2 separate regions of the Sus scrofa genome follow, and region 1 is linked to region 2. Evidence: chromatin contacts called from public HiChIP or PLAC-seq data. All regions are on one chromosome and are shown on one strand. Each heading gives the region's core, a stretch centred on a gene start, on an enhancer-like site or on the middle of the called end of the contact. The rest is flanking DNA. Distances are from core to core; before and after follow the strand shown.

Evidence for each region. HiChIP or PLAC-seq counts read pairs in DNA pulled down with a chosen protein or histone mark.
Region 1: a contact with region 2 is called in an H3K27ac HiChIP or PLAC-seq map of alveolar macrophages. The contact joins two enhancer-like sites. A contact is called at or near these places in 2 of 2 datasets of contacts at active chromatin or transcription factors (alveolar macrophages and skeletal muscle).

Annotation. Positions count from the first base shown.
Region 1 is chr4:129,614,849-129,619,184 of Sscrofa11.1, reverse strand. All of the region lies in intron 2 of ODF2L (outer dense fiber protein 2-like), which reads right to left. Among named protein-coding and RNA genes, the nearest start is that of CLCA4, 24 kb to the right of the region's middle. Within about 2 kb of position 2,689, at least 14 of the 83 cell types and tissues checked have an H3K27ac peak or open chromatin away from gene starts, as enhancers often do. A contact at or near this core is called in alveolar macrophages, where this site is marked.
Region 2 is chr4:129,451,619-129,455,447 of Sscrofa11.1, reverse strand. The region is part of intron 1 of ODF2L (outer dense fiber protein 2-like); the gene reads right to left. Among named protein-coding and RNA genes, the nearest start is that of ODF2L, 57 kb to the right of the region's middle. Within about 2 kb of position 1,952, at least 8 of the 83 cell types and tissues checked have an H3K27ac peak or open chromatin away from gene starts, as enhancers often do. A contact at or near this core is called in alveolar macrophages, where this site is marked.

The DNA of each region.
Region 1 (4,336 bases), core at 1,440-3,939, 160 kb before region 2:
AATCTGTCCTGGGTATTGGTAATTCAGGATTTTCTAATAAAGGGCTGGTTCTCACCTAGACCGTCTCATCAGGAACCACAGCTTTATCCTGCGTCTTCCCTGAATGTCTCTGCCTCCTTTACCTAGCTGAGCCTGAAGCCTTGTTGGAAGAGTCCCTTTTCCCTAGAACAGGCTGCTCCTTCTCCAACACCCGAGTACCAGGAGCTGGTTGAGAGAAGTATTCCCCAGGCTCCCCGCGGCGACGTCCCAACGAGGCCGCAAGTCCTAGATGACCACCCGCTGCCGCTGATCTACGCCTCCTCCTCCCCTGCCTTCCTGTCATCTACCACCCTCACCCACCTGGAGTTACCACCCGCTTCCTCCCTTCCCTCCGGAATCACCCTGCCTGGTGTCAGAATCTTCAGGGGTGAGCCAACCTCTTAGCCGCAAATTCCCTGCTCTTCAACCAGTCTCTCTAAAGGTTAGCAAACTACTGGACTGAACCATCAGTGAAAAGTGGGAGAATACTGGCGATTCTGTAGGGTTTTACCCAGTACCTCCAAGGCCATCATCTAGACGTGGGAATGCCCTCGAACTCGTCTGCTTATGAACTCTTAAGTCCAGCATCTTACTCTAGTCACACCGGCTCCGAGTTGTTGCTTACTGCCCCAGGGAACTGGCTTTGTAATTTCGTGACGCCCTCTCATCAGCTGACTGCCTCCTAGCGCATCGGCTCTTTCCCCGAATGGGCCTGCGAGACCCGTGTGTCACTTTGAGTCTCCCTGGACAACACCTTCGGCTCCACCGCTGACGTACCTTCTCGTCACACTTGTTCTGAAAACCCCTCGCTTTGCATTAAGCACACTGTCTGTGTGCTTGAGGCACCCGTTTATCCATTCGGCGTATATTTTAAAGGACCCGCATTGTATCCTAAGTGCTCCATTAGACGGGAGGAGGATAAAATGGGTAAACAGGTCAGGCACGGTTTTTGTGATCAAGAATTCTGCAGCCAGTCAGCAAGCAGGCACTTAGTGATGCACAGTATGTGGGCACTGTTTTAGGGGAAGCATCTATTTTAAGAACCTGTGGTTTGGTAGCTAATCCACATGTGGTGTCCGCCAGAGAATGTGATGCTTCCACTTTCATGATGTCTGGCAATAAGCACAAAACAAGGAGGGAAAACCAAGCAAGAGAAAAGAAACAACATAACCCAAATCAAACCTCCATTTTTCCAAATACAACTACATATTCCAAGTTGGGTGAAATCTACTGCCAGATACACTCTGGGGTGATTCTAGGGATCTAAGTCTCTTCCTTTGCTCATTGATAGACTAGCGATATCGATACAAGCTAAAGAATGAGAGACAGAAAAGAAATTTCAGTGCCTTTTTTTTTTTTTTTGTCTTTTCTGGGCCGCTCCCGCAGCATATGGAGGTTCCCTGGCTAGGGGTCCAATCAGAGCTGTAGCCACCGGCCTACACTACAGCCACAGCAACGCGGGAACCGAGTCTCGTCTATGACCTACACCACAGCTCATGGCAACACCGGGTCCTTAACCCGCTGAGCAAGGCCAAGGATCGAACCCTCAACCTCATGGTTCCTAGTCGGATTTGTCAACCACTGAGCCATGACAGGAACTCCACAGCACTATTTTTTAAAAATTATACTTATGGAGTTCCCGTCGTGGCGCAGTGGTTAACGAATCCGACTAGGAACCATGAGGTTGCGGGTTCGGTCCCTGGCCTTGCTCAGTGGGTTAACGATCTGGCGTTGCCGTGAGCTGTGGTGTAGGTTGCAGATGCGGCTCGGATCCCGCGTTGCTGTGGCTCTGGCGTAGGCTGGTGGCTACAGCTCCGATTAGACCCCTAGGCTGGGTACCTCCATATGCCGCAGAAGCGGCCCAATAAATAGCAAATAGACAAAAAAAAAATTATACTTAAAAAACAAACCACTCCACATGTGGCCTTAATGGACCCCCAAATAATTCTACATTTAGACATTTGAAGAAACACCAAAATATTTCCAAAAACCATGTTTTGCAAGCATATCTGTTAAAGTGATTCATTAAAACAAAGAGCAGACAAATCAATAAAACAGTGTTTGGAGTTCCTGTCGTGGCTCAGTGGAAACGAATCTGACTAGCATCCGTGAAGACACAGGTTCAATCCCTGACCTTGCTCAGTAGGTTAAGGATCTGGCGTTGCTGTGAGCTGTGGTGGTTGCAGATGCAGCTCAGATCCTGCACTGGCTGTGGCCATGGTATAAGCCAGCTGCTTCAGCTCCAATTCAACCCCTAGCCTGGGAACTTCCATATGCTGCAGATACCGCCCTAAAAAGACAAAAAATAAAAATAATAAAACAGTGTTCAAGGAGGCTTAGAGTAAAATTTCACAGAAATGAAGCTGACAATCCAGTAGGATCTAAATAGGACAGGATATTCACTGAATGAGAAAACCTCAGCTATGCACAGTTAGCATAGCTGAGAAAAGTCTGTGTTACCTCGTCCCTAGCACCTCAGGAGAAAAGGGGGACATTAAATGGTTCTTCTTAACCTACTTTAGCTATTAGAGAGAGAAATATTTTCCTCAACGTCAAAGTAATCCCAGCTCCCTTAGAAACAAACCCCAAACCAAAGCAGGCATGATGAGCAGCAGACTGGACAGCACAGCCCCGGCCGCAGAGGGCGAACCCAGCTGGCGCGTGACTCAGGCCGCCCATCCTCCCCACGGGGCGCGGCTGTGTTACCCAAGCGCCTCAAGCAGCCAGGCCATGGAAGGAGGCTCAGCCGCCTAGCAGGGAACTTCAGGTTTCAGGCATGTGTGGTGTGATCAGGAGGAGAAGGGACCAGCTCTCCAGGCGGCCAGGCTGGGGAGAGCACGGCCTCCGTCTCTGGGACGGGAGAGCAGAAGGCTGCCAGGGCCACGACCACCACCTACCCGGGGCGGAGGGGGCGTGGGAGCAGGGAGAGGCGAGCGGGGCCTCGGAGCCTCGTCTGAGAAGCCAATGGGGGCGCATCATTTCCGTCACTATTTGCTCCACCATCTCCTCTCGAGGGCAGCCCCCATCTACTGGGTGCTTTTCGTACTCACGTCGTGTCCCTCCCCAACATCTGAGGGGCCTGAGGCAAAAGTGTAAATGGAGACCACAGGCCACGTCTCCAAATATGCAAACACTATAAGTCAGGCTCGCAAGCTGTGACACCGTCAGGCTTGGCAAAAGTACTTTCCTAATGACGTGAAAGGCCAGATTCAAACTTAAAATTCTCTGACCCCTTCCAGTGTCATGCTGGACATGGCGGCTCCGGGACAGACGGACCACAGGGCACCCTCGGTTCTTCCTCCCCCGCCAAGTCCAGTGCTCACCTCGAGGAACCACCCATCTGGGTGTGGCCCCGCAGCCCGCACAGCTCATCAGCCACTGCCCTTTGCCCAGCTCTCCAGTCCAGAGTGAACACACCTCTGAGGCGACCTGCCCTGGGGAGAGCGGATCCTGGCACCCACGCCAGCTGTGGCCCAGGCAGGCCATGGAAGGAGGCTCAGCCACCTAGCAGGGAACTTCAGGTTTCAGGCATGTGTGGTGTGATCAGGAGGAGAAGGGGCCCAGCTCTGGTGTGCCCAGCCTCTCGGCCCTGGGACTTCTTATCCCATAGAAAGAGGAAAGGATCAGTGACACCAGCTGAGGACCCAGGGCAAAACGATAACGTGAGATCCCTTGTTTAAGCAGCAGTAAACAAATAATGTCATCAAAGCTACTAAAATACAAAGCTTTTTCCTGTCTTTCACAGTGTTCATTGGTTTGTCATTGTGCTTTTTATTTGCTATTTAAAGTTATTCTAAATTTTAAAAAGCCACAATTTTAAAGTATTCTTATGACTTTTACCCTTCATCTTTAGATGGGGCAATGCTAGTTCTAAAGGCACATATAAGAGCATTTAAATTGCATGTGGAATACACACTTTGTAATTTATAGCTCCTACACATATATATTTCATTCTTGCCACAACAGTGAAAACCCTGCACAAAAAACGAATGCAAGTGTTTTTATTTCACATCTGGCCCTACGCGCGCTACCTCTGGCTCACTGGTGAATAAGGAAAGGCAGAAAGGAAAGGGAGCCATGGGTTACTCTTTCTTCCCCTTCCTTCTGTATCAGAATTGCCAACATAAGCAGTTGGCTAAAGAAGGGAAAAACATGAGTAAGAACAGATGTGGCACCACGTCTCGGTTGTTCGTGTGTCTTAGCGTGTCGCTGCCTTCTTCCTGCCTCAAGGTTCTGGGCTAGACTGAAAGCACATCCTCTCCAGGCTGTCGGGCGCCGTCTACTCAGACCCACTCCCTTGCGCCTCGCTGACATCCAA
Region 2 (3,829 bases), core at 703-3,202:
TTTGACAGACGGTTCCTCCTCTAGTCTTTTTCTGGCAGGCTCAGTGACTCCTCATTCTCCAACTAAATATTGGATAACTATATTTAAAATTTTACAAGAGAAGCCAATAAAAACATAGGATATAACTGCCAAAATTTTAATGTGAGTTTTGGAAACATAATAAAATGTATAATGTTTAATAATAATGGGTAACATTTATTGAGTGCTTATCAGGTGTCAGAAATCTTGTGTGAAGTGCTTTCCATATATTCACTCATTTAAACATCCATATTTATTACAATACCACAGAAAATAAACTAGACCTAAAAAGGGCCACACAATTTTACTAAGAATCATGTGACTCACTTGTCAAAACAGCTATCATTTAAAAGACCATAAATACCAAATGTTGGGGAGGATGTAGAGAAAAGAGAATGCTTGCACTCTGTTGGCAGGAAAGCAAACTGGTATAGCCACTGTGGAAACCAGTATGGAGATTCTCAAAAAAACTGAAAACTACCACATGACCAAGCAACTCCGCTCCTGGATATATATCCAAAAAAAAAAAAAAAAAAAAAAAAACCTCAAACACTAATTTGAAAAGATATATGCACCCCAATGTTCATTGGAGCATTATTTACAATCGCCAAGATGTACAAGCAAGTAAAGTGTACATCAGCAGATGAATGGATAAAGATGTGGCACATATATACAATGGAATACTACGCAGCCATTAAAAGAATGGAATCTTCTCATCTGCAACAACTTGAATGGAATTGGAGGTTATGCTAAGTGAAATGAGGTAGACAAAGACAAATATTGCATGATTTCATTTATATGTGAAATCTAAAAAATAAAACTAGTAAATATAACAAAAAAAGAAACAGACTCACATACATAGAGAACAAACTAGTGGTTTCCAGTGGGGAGAGAGATGAGGGGAGGGGAGAAATAGGGGTAGAGGGGTTAAGAAGTACAAACTATTATGTATAAAACATATAAACTAAGAAGATACATTGTACACCACAGGAAGTATAAACAATATTTTATAATAACTATAAATGTAATATAATCTTTTAAAATTGAGAATCACTATGTCATATGTCTGAAACTTACATAATAATGCACAGTGACTATACCTCAATTTTAAAAAAGAATCACAAGACTTAAATGACCAAGGCAAAGGTCAGGTTTAGAGTCATCTGACTCCAAAGCCAGCTCACAATGCTATGTGTACAGTTATGTCAAGATAAAAATCATTGGCAGATTTGTGTTCAAAACAAAAAAGAAGTCTGATTGAAGCATATTAAGTTTACTTGAGGACTTAAAGCATTCAGTGCTATTTGAAAATTAAAATACCCGAATAATCATCGCAGAAGGTAATCAAAAAATCCAGTTCCCCCTTAACCCATAGCTGTCCTCAATCACTGTGCTTGTATCACTCCCATCTAAAAAAGGAAGAGAAACCCTAACTCACCGCCACTCCCATTCTAGTTCCTTAATTCATTTTTGTTTGTTTTGTTCTGCTTTTTAATCAGGTCCTTTTCATCTGTTATTTCCTGGTGCTTTTCATTTCAGTTCCTCATCCTCGCACAGAATACTTTGCTATAAACAGACCCCAGGACAGGAAGATACCTCATACCAGTCGACGACGACAAAGAGCCGCCACCACAATGTGGGTGACAACTACACAAATAATCCAAAAGAACTGCTCATTTCAATGAGCACTTAACAATTTAGCTGTCTCAGAAAAAAGTATGATAAACGTTGAACATAATCCCTATTGCTACTTAAAAACTAAACAATGCTTTAGAATATAAGGAAGTCCATCAAAATATTTAATTAGACATTATATTTATGCAAATATTTGAGTCTAGAGTCAAATTTCTAGGTTAAGCAGGTACATACATATTCTCCTTACATTTCCAACAAGTTTACTGCAACATCTGCAGAATGATGCTCAGTCTGAGTGTTAGTGTTCCTAACTGCGCATCTCTTGCCTGGGTGCACAGCTCAACAGTAAATTTGAATAACTATGGATGTGATGGCATTGCCACTGCAATTAACCCCAGTGTGCCCAAAGGTGAAAGACTCATTCAAAACACAAAGGTAAGAGAAAAATTTACTGTCCATTTATTTTTATATCAGGAAGCATACTTTCAACTCATGTTATCCAGGCAAATACACCCATTCACACAGCTGTGACTATCCAAAATTGCTTTGACAGTATTCATCATTTATGTAGTATGCATCTAAACTATCAAGATAAATATCTGCTTAGTATAGGTATTATTTATCATATATTAATAGTATTAGTTATTCCCCTAATGAGTTATTAAAGACCAAACTACTAATATTTTTTTAACTCATTAAGCTAACAGAAGACCTTAGAGCTAGTAGAGAATTATTTCAAAATTTTATCTTTATAGGAGTTCCTGTTGTGGCTCAGCAGAAATGAATCTGACTAGTACCCACGAGGATGCAGGTTCAACCCCTGGTCTTGCTCAGTGGGTTGGGGATCCAGCATTGCTGTAAGCTGTGGTGTAGGCTGCAGACACGGCTCAGATCCCACATTTCTGTGGCTGTGGCATGGCACAGGCCAACAGCTACAGCTCCAACTTGATCCCAGCCTGGGAACCTCCATATGCCACAGGTGCAGCCCTAAAAAGACAAAAAAAAAAAAATTATCTTTATAAAGTTACTTTTATGTTTAGGTAATTAACCCATTTTTAGCTTTAGAGGTTCATTATACATTTTTTCAATTTTTCTCAGTTGTTCATACTTGCTCAACACTGAAAATTTTGAAATTCTTATGTATCTGATCTTAAAGAAAATATTATGTGTTTTTGAAGTTGACTTACTTCCTAATCTTATTTGCATTAGTTAGTAAAACAAACGCTTCATATATGGCACTCCAACACTATTTTTTTTTTTTTTTTTGTCTTGTTGTTGTTGTTGTTGTTGTTGCTATCTCTTGGGCCGCTTCCGCGGCATATGGAGGTTCCCAGGCTAGGGGTTGAATCGGAGCTGTAGCCACCGGCCTACGCCAGAGCCACAGCAACGCGGGATCCGAGCCGCGTCTGCAACCTACACCACAGCTCACGGCAACGCCGGATCGTTAACCCACTGAGCAAGGGCAGGGACCGAACCCGCAACCTCATGGTTCCTAGTCGGATTCGTTAACCACTGTGCCACGACGGGAACTCCCAACACTATTTTCTTTAATCCTCCCAAAACCCCTATGACATAGTCAAGAACAGAGATTATTAATTACCCTTATTGTATAAATGAGAGAAGTTGTGTGATTTGTACAGTCATACAGAGTGGCAAAACTGGAACTTGAATCCAGTGATAGCTATCTATTTTTAGAAAATTACTGCTTGGTAAAACTTCATCTTTTATGAACATATTCCATAAGAGAAGATAACTCAAAATAAACATAGCCAAATTTTTTTTCAATTAACAACAGTATAAAATCTACCAAACTGTAAACTCCCAACCCAATTATAGGCACCTCTGTTCAATTCAATAAGCAACTTGCCAACAAACTCTTGTCTTAATCCCCTTCACACCTCACCCAGCACCCTTACTCCCCGCTACAACCCATTTACTGAATGCAGGTCTGGATAGGCAAAAAAGAAAGAAAGAACTGAATTTCTAGGTATATGAAAATAAGAATTGACTAGAGAGATGAACTAAAATATGACCTATTTTTTCATCTAGTCTTTGCTGACATATTTGAGGAGAGGGGCTTATATTAACACCTTCTCGTTTGTACCTAAGCGTTCATGTTCATTTCATTGTATAATTTCTACCATGAGATATTTTTAATTTTGCCAGGAAATGGTAA